Regions from separate parts of the Ovis aries genome. Here region 1 is linked to region 2. Evidence: chromatin contacts called from public Hi-C data. All regions are on one chromosome and are shown on one strand. Each heading gives the region's core, a stretch centred on a gene start, on an enhancer-like site or on the middle of the called end of the contact. The rest is flanking DNA. Distances are from core to core; before and after follow the strand shown. Region 1 holds the start of PDS5A (PDS5 cohesin associated factor A). Region 2 overlaps LIAS (lipoic acid synthetase).

Region 1 (3,725 bases), core at 406-2,905, 430 kb before region 2:
TGATGCTTTTGAACTGTGGTGTTGGGGAAGACTCTTGAAAGTCGCTTGGAGTGCAAGGAAATTCAACTAGTCCATCCTAAAGGAGATCAGTCCTGGGTGTTCATTGGAAGGACTAATGCTGAAACTGAAACTCCAATACTTTGGTCACCTCATGCAAAGAGTTGACTCACTGGGAAAGACCCTGATGCTGGGAGGGACTTGGGGGCAGGAGGAGGGGAGACGACAGAGGATGAGATGGCTGGATGGCATCTCCGACTGGATGGACATGAGTTTGGGTAAACTCCGGGAGCTGGTGATGGACAGGGAGGCCTGGCGTGCTGCAATTCACGGGGTCGCAGAGTGGGACACGACTGAGCGACTGAACAGAACTGAACTGAACTAGCAAATCAGCAACTGCGGTGTATTAGATTCTGAGATAATTGCTTCCTTTTATATTACTTGAAAAACAATTCAGTGAGGGCAGCACCTATAATATTTTTAAGATCAAATAAAGGATGTGGAAAAGACCAATTAACATCCATCAAGAATAATTTAAATAATCAGATATCATTTTAAAGTACAGTAGCGATCAGTTTCAAGAACTGAAGACTATTTCAAATTATTTTCTCTTTCTAACTTCATCTTTGGAAATTATATATGTGCTCCAGAGGTTCATTTGCTTCAGTTTTTTATTTTAAACTGCTCAAACACCACTACACTGAGTTTTCCTTTGGCTGAAAGAAAAAGCTATCCTTTGGTATATTAAAAAAATTTTTAATGAGTTACTCCATATTCATAAGACTTAGCTTTCCAATTTGTAAACATGCTTATTTCTGAATTCCAGTCTCAGAAATCCTGATTGGGAGTGCAGTCCAGGAAATTTCTTCTATTCTTTGAGAACTACTCGACTCAGTGCAATTTACATATTTTGCAGTTTTCAAAATATTAATTTTAGAGATCTAAAGAGGAGAGGGCAAACTCTGGTGGCTGTCAAAAGAAACAAGAATGAGAAGCACACGTTGTGCCATGTTGCAAAACTTTTCCTCAGGTTGCAGATCTTCTGTCCCTAGGGAGGTTCATTATCACCGAGTAATTAACCATTTTTCAACCATTTCCATCCACGTCGTTTAGGATGAATCCCAAAAGTCAAGAACTCAACTCCGCGGCAAACGGTAATAAACTCCGTTCATCCAACTTGGCCCCAAAAGGCCGTGGGCGCCGGGTCGCTTCCCGCCAGCCAGGCTCCTCCTCTGCTCGCCTTTTGGGTCCGGTCCTCTCGAAGGCGCTCGGTGCGGCAGGTGTTGGCGCCAACCGGGTGGCGGCGCTGTTTGCCCCGCGCGCCGCCGCTTGAGGCCCGAGGGAGGCGGAGGCAAGGCCGGCGGAGGAAGGGGCGGGAGCGAGGCGCGCTCCCTGCTCTCGCGTGCTCTCGCACCGCTCGCGTGACCCGTCGGTGTGTGCGAGAGGCGCCGGCTGCCGGGAGTACGGACGGCCGCGCGCGCGCCGCTGCTAGGGGCGTCCGGGTCCGGGTCGGCGGACCCGGCCGGCGCGAGGTGCTGGCGGGCGGGCAGCCGGGGTCCGGGGCGGACACACGCGCACACGCTCCCGGAGGAGGCTTCTCCGAGGCTGCTTTTCCTCTGCCAGACGGAGAGCGGCAGTGTCTCCCCGCCCAGCTCTCACTCGCCCCGCGTCTCCCCCCGCGGCGACTGCTCCTCCTCGGCACCGCCAGCCCCAGCGCCGCTCCGGGGCGGGCGGCGGCGGCGGCGGGACCCGCGGAGCCGCTTTGTGTGCAGCCCGGAGAGGGGCGGCGGCTCCGCAACCACCTGACAGAGGCCCGGGCGCTCGATGCACCTTCCGCCCGCATGAGGAGGAGGTAAAGGCGGCGGCGGCTCGGCTCCCGCCCTCGGCTGGGGAGGGAGGGGACGGAAGGGGAGACCGGAGAGGGGGGGCGCAGGACTGAGGCCCGGCGGGGCTGCCTGGAGGTGCCGATAAGGCCTCGGCGGCACCGGACTGCGCCGAGTGGCCGGGGGCGAGAGAAGCCTTCGCGGTCCCTGAGCCGAAGTTGAAGGAACAAAATGTGAAGTGCGGAGCCGCGTCAGCCGCTTCCTGGCTTGGGGTTCGGGGTGGAGGGCAGCTTGTTTTCCCCTCCCGCGGGGTGAGGGACCGGGACACGGGAGGGGCGGGAGCGTGGCGGGGCCACCTGGGGTCCCGAAGCTTTGCCCGGCAAGGGCGTAGGTTCCCAGGAGCCGCCGCTGCGTGTAGGTCCCGTTGGGTCCCTAGTTTTGCGGCCTAAGCCGAGCCCTATAGGCCTCGCGTCTCCTTTCCCGGAGGGGACCGGCCGGGTGGGGATTCGAGGCTTCTCTCTGACCGAACCGGGGCCTTAGGGGGCTCGCTGGGCTCTCAAAGCCTCCAAACTTCGGACCTCGGTGCTTGGGGGTGGGATTTCATTGTGAAAGGAGGAATGGGAAACTCCTGGCTCTGCTCGGCGCTTCCCGCGGCCGCCGGTGCCGGGGAGCCCCGAGGGCCCGAGGTTGGCGGGGCCCGCGTGGGTGGGGGCGGCGAGGCGGCCACCAGGATCCAAGCCCCGGGAACGAGTGGGTAGGGGGGCCGCCGCCGAGCCCCGGGCCTCCCTGGAGAAAGGACCCTTTGCAGATTAGGATTTTTGAAATGAAAAAAGAGGTTACAAAGTCGCCCCTTTCCCGCTGAACTTTTGTTTTCTGACCGATAGAGGCCGGTAGAGGACTGTGAAAGAAAAGTTGTCCCCCAGGATGGACTTCACCGCGCAGCCCAAGCCTGCCACTGCCCTCTGTGGCGTCGTGAGTGCCGACGGGAAGATCGCTTACCCTCCGGGGGTAAAGGAGATCACCGACAAGATCACCACGGACGAAATGATCAAACGACTGAAGGTAAGTTTCTCTGGACAGAATATTCTCACTTCAGACGTTTGTGGTAGGAGGTGCTCTCTCCTGTGGTATTACTGCTCTGCTAGGCCTGGCCTTAAGTTTCACCTACCAGGTGTTGTTTTTTTTTTAAAGATATTTTATGTCTTTTCTTTTACCCCCTCTGAAAGGTATTGTTCTGTCTTGGCTGTATCTTTGACTAGTAATCTCTGTTAAGGCCATAATCATTATGGGAAATTAAAAGGGTATCTATGTGATATTTTTTAATTTTACTGTTTTTTTTTTTCCTCTAAGTATAAAAATTCGAATATTTTTAAGGTTTTTTTTGTCTAGAAATATTTTTGAGAATACTATTCAAAGTAGCTTGCAGATTTAAAGGTAGGCAATAATTTGCCTAGGAAGATTTTCATCAGCTTCTAGGAGACTGATTTAAGTGCAAAATGCATTTTAAAAATTATCACAACTTTCTAATATCCAAAAACTTAAATATGTAAGTAGTATGATTAAACTTTAACAGAAAGTACTGACTTTTCAAAAAGGCTTGAAGTAGAGTGATGGCTTATGTCCACATGTTCAAAGGGGTTTTAAGGGACAGTGATTATGGCTTATTTTATAAGGCGTCAGCTTATTTTTAAACATGGTGGTCCTAGTGTGAAGGTTGTAAGTTTCAGCCTTTAGGTAAGTTAATTTTTTGTTTTCTGTTACATGGTTATAGATTGTGGCCACAGCCTTACAAAGTAAGTGTTCCTCTTACTAAAGGATCAGCTTGATGCAGTAGTTCTCAACCACAGCCTCTTTGACCCCTAAGGAACATTTGGCAGTGCTGAAGACATTTTTTCTTTTTTGGTC
Region 2 (3,893 bases), core at 637-3,136:
TCACTTTCATGGATTGGAGAGGGAAATGGCAACCCACTCCAGTATTCTTGCCTGGAGAATCCCAGGGACAGGGGAGCCTGGTGGGCTGCCGTCTATGGGGTTGCACAGAGTCGGAAACGACTGAAGCGACTTAGCAGCAGCAGCTATTCCAAAAGAGAAAGGATCAGTCATGCCTGTAAGATCGATCCCTAAGGATAAGACTGTGTTACTTATCTTGTATCTTCTGCTCAGCACTGTGTCTGGCACATGGACAAGTGCCAGAAAGTTTTACTCAAAAAAAGTTTTCTGAATGAATGAATAAATGTCTGATATAGAAATAGGGAGACTGGCTTTTCTTTCTTACTTCACCTCTGGCTCTCATATAATTCTAAAACAAATCACAAGACTGGTAGGAGTGATATGAATGTACTTCCCAACTCAAAAGTTTTTTTCCTATAGGTCACTTTCGTAAGACAATATTGAGGGCAGCAAATAAGTGCCAGAATAGCCGCTTTATGCAGATAATAAAATGGAACGGGAACTCAGAAATATACATGGAACATTACACTAAAAAGCAGCTTCTGAATTTTACCTATAGAAAATAAAGATTTAATTCAAACTGCCAAGAAACATTTGGCAACCTATGGTAGTTGTACCTTAAGGTGGCGCTTTGTTGGCTGCATATATTGTCCTAAAGTCAAACAGTCCACATCTGCCTCACGAAGAGCTATAGGAAGAAAAGCACACATTACATGAGCAGATTTTTTTTTTACAGTGCTATCTGTATGCATTGCTGTAAAGAGTAGCTTTTAATTATTATTTGAACTTATTACTCTTCGAACCAATAGATAACTGCAAGTTCGCCAAGGGCCTTCAGGTAAAATAAAAGCTTTTATATTTTAAAATTTAAGAAGCTCAAGAATTGCAAAGCAAACAGATTTAATAGACTAAAAGTCAAAAGCACACCATGCTATGTAACAATGCTGTAAGTAAGCACTTTCTCAAAGGCCTGGATTCATCTTAGTCATCTTTGAGCTGTCAGTGGTTGACAGAGCTCCTGGTACCTGGCTAGCACTCAAAAATTGTCTTGACTGGACAAGAAAAGCAGACAAAATCATGTTTTTAGTTGATGAAAGGGTAAGGAATAAAATGGAATGCAAATTCCACATTCTAAGCATCCTGTACATCATTCCATAAAGTTTTAAGAAAACATTCTTCCTTTCCTTTCTATGCTGCTGTTTATAACCACATCCTAAATTTTTGTTCTCACTAGCACTTTCACTGAGACTATGGAGAAAGCATACCAGGTCTTCCAAAGTGGGATTCCTGCTATCACTCAAGTTAAATGGAAAAGAGTTTTCATTTTTCAATTTCTTTACCTTTCATCGTGGCATATACTTGGTCATCATTCTCACCTAAACCCAACATAATAGATGTTTTAGAAATAACATCAGGTCGAACCTCCTTGGCATGTTTTAGTACGCGTAGAGACTGGTCAAAATTGGCCCGGGGATCACGAACTTTCCTTGAAAACAGCAGAGCTGTTGTCAGCAAGAATAACCACAAACTCAACTAAGTACATAATTATGCAAGCAAGCTGAAACACCAGGAAGGTACATTCTGGACATCACGCTGCATCATATGGGTCAATGGCAGCATTTGTGCACAAATGTCTAACTGTTACTTTGGGAAAGAAAATAAGGCTTCACTAGGCCCCCAGTTCTGTTGACTTTTCAGGCCTTTCAAGCCTGGGGCAGGGAAAATGAGAACAGAAGTCATGAATGAAGTAATTCAGTTTATGAATTACTTATTGAGAAACCAGGATTCTTCAGCCGGAGAATGAGTGGTTATAAGGGTAACTGAGAGAAGGGGGAAACATGGAAGAAAATTTCGATACTGAACAAAGAAAAAACTGTTTAACCTGAACCATTTCAGAGGACTGAAACTTCTATGTTCATTTCTTTTCTAAAGACTAAGCTGCCCTCTGCTGGTAACTCACAGCATTGACATTTCTTAGGTTTAAAAAAAAAAAAAAGCACTATTCTGGAATTTTCACTGGAAAGGATAATGTTTTTTAAATGAAAACAGAGAAACTGGCACCCACTGGTGGTGGGATCATAAGATATGACAAGGCTGGAACAGGCTGTGTGCTTGACTTCAACAGGGGACAAACCACCAAGTTTTAAATGGATAAAGGCCCAAAGGACACAGTTGCTGACGTTAAATTGCATTGATTTGAACTCTAATGTACCTTTATTCTGTGTAACTGATCTGTTGTTATGGTTGCTATTTTTAATCAGAGACCAGTTCACACAGGAGGAGAGGGAACAAATTTATGAATTTAAAAGTAACCACAATACTGATAATAAGGAAAATACTTTTTGAAAGTATTTATCCACTGAATTTAAATTATGCTCCCTAATACAGTTATGATTTAGTAGAAATGCTGGTTGTTGTTTATCATACTTCTGACACAGAATAACGTGTAGAACCTAATAAAATCACTACCAAATGCTTTACTAAAATAATGAAAATGAATGTATAATCTTGCCTGAAATTTTTTATTTTTCTGAAATACGAATAGTTATTGATACAGAATAACAATCTATAATTATTCTTAACTACTAAAATTACTAGGAAGAGTAAGAAAGCACAGTACCTACTTTTTTAAAAGAGACTTAAAATACATCTGAATGATACCATTTTTTTTCAGCATCACTTACTGTATATATTATTGTCAAATGCATTGTTATATGTCCTTTTTTAGAACTACAATCAATTGCTCTTTTGTAATATGTTTCTTTTTGAAAATTGTTCTTTGGGAAAAAAACCCAGCTCATCAGCACTTGCAATACTTTACCAAAAAAAGGAAAGAAAAAAAGATGCTAGTTATGTTTGTATGCGTATACCAAAACATATACACACATGCATAAATATGTAAGTATATAGACACTGAGATGTAAGTAACTGATATTACCAGGTGGAAATATGGATGATGTCTACACTCTTTTTGTTGTCTATATTTTCTAATATTTCTGTACTAGACATATATATATTTTTTAAAAAACACAGTTTTGTTTAAAGAGAGTTCACTTTATAAAATTACAATCTTCTCCCCTGAAAGAAAGTATAGCAGATTTGACCCTCCAAACTTCCCAACATTACTCCATACATGAAATCACCTCTGTAATTCTGGAACTGTTTCTACATTATGTGCGTATACATCTAATCCTGACAGGGCAACTTTCTCTATCGCTTTAAGATCTCCTCGGAAATCAGGGGTGAGACATTCCACAAGAATTTTTGGATTCCTATAGTGAAAAAGAGATAGGTATCACACTGAGGAAAAGAATTGACGAAACTTGCTCAAAATAGAAATCATCAGTATGCATTCAGCATCAGTTTCAGCACAGTAAGCTTCAGAATCTTGCCAAGAACAGCACCAACAGACAAATGCTTATATATGAACTGTTAAATGAAAACAGTGACAACCTAGAACATCAGATAATATATACACTGTGGTTAAAACACATCTGCTTGCAAATAATGATCAGAATAAATTTTGGGATGACATAAACTTTTAAACTTTATTAAAAGGTGTTTGAAGAAATTAAAATATTAAATATTAAATAAAAAATAACATATTTTTATGAAAGTAAATTGGGGTACCTCTTATGTGAATATAAAGTGATTGCCTTAATTTTGATTTCTTTTAAAATTCATGAATAATGCCCTCCTCTTGGTAAAATATTTCACAAGTGTTCTGGGCTTTAAAACCTGTCTTCTGAGTTGCTGAGTCATGAGCTTTGCTTAAATGAAATACAAGCTAAACATTTATCTATTTATACTATGCATTCAAGCATTAAAGTATGAACTAGGTAATAGAGCTGTTCCCTTTGATAAGCAGTAGAAAT

Evidence for each region. Hi-C and Micro-C count contacts between places; a contact is called where the count stands out from the background.
Region 1: a Hi-C map of liver shows a contact between it and region 2, with 7 times the contacts expected there. The contact joins the promoter of PDS5A here to the enhancer-like site in region 2. A contact is called at or near these places in 7 of 16 Hi-C or Micro-C datasets (blood, liver, muscle and 1 more).

The regions. Positions count from the first base shown.
Region 1 is chr6:59,740,646-59,744,370 of ARS-UI_Ramb_v3.0, reverse strand. It overlaps PDS5A (PDS5 cohesin associated factor A), which reads left to right and starts at 1,655. Exons shown (of 33, transcript XM_015096447.3): 1 at 1,655-1,849; 2 at 2,705-2,882. The coding sequence starts at 2,745. It overlaps LOC101110238 (ATP-dependent RNA helicase DHX29-like), which reads right to left and starts at 2,424. Exons shown (of 6, transcript XM_042251084.2): 1 at 2,392-2,424; 2 at 1,657-2,265; 3 at 1,238-1,613. The coding sequence starts at 2,424.
Region 2 is chr6:59,309,189-59,313,081 of ARS-UI_Ramb_v3.0, reverse strand. It overlaps LIAS (lipoic acid synthetase), which reads right to left. Exons shown (of 10, transcript XM_042251319.1): 7 at 1,359-1,504; 8 at 636-706. Among named protein-coding and RNA genes, the nearest start is that of RPL9, 12 kb to the right of the region's middle. Within about 2 kb of position 1,886, at least 7 of the 54 cell types and tissues checked have an H3K27ac peak or open chromatin away from gene starts, as enhancers often do. A contact at or near this core is called in liver, where this site is marked.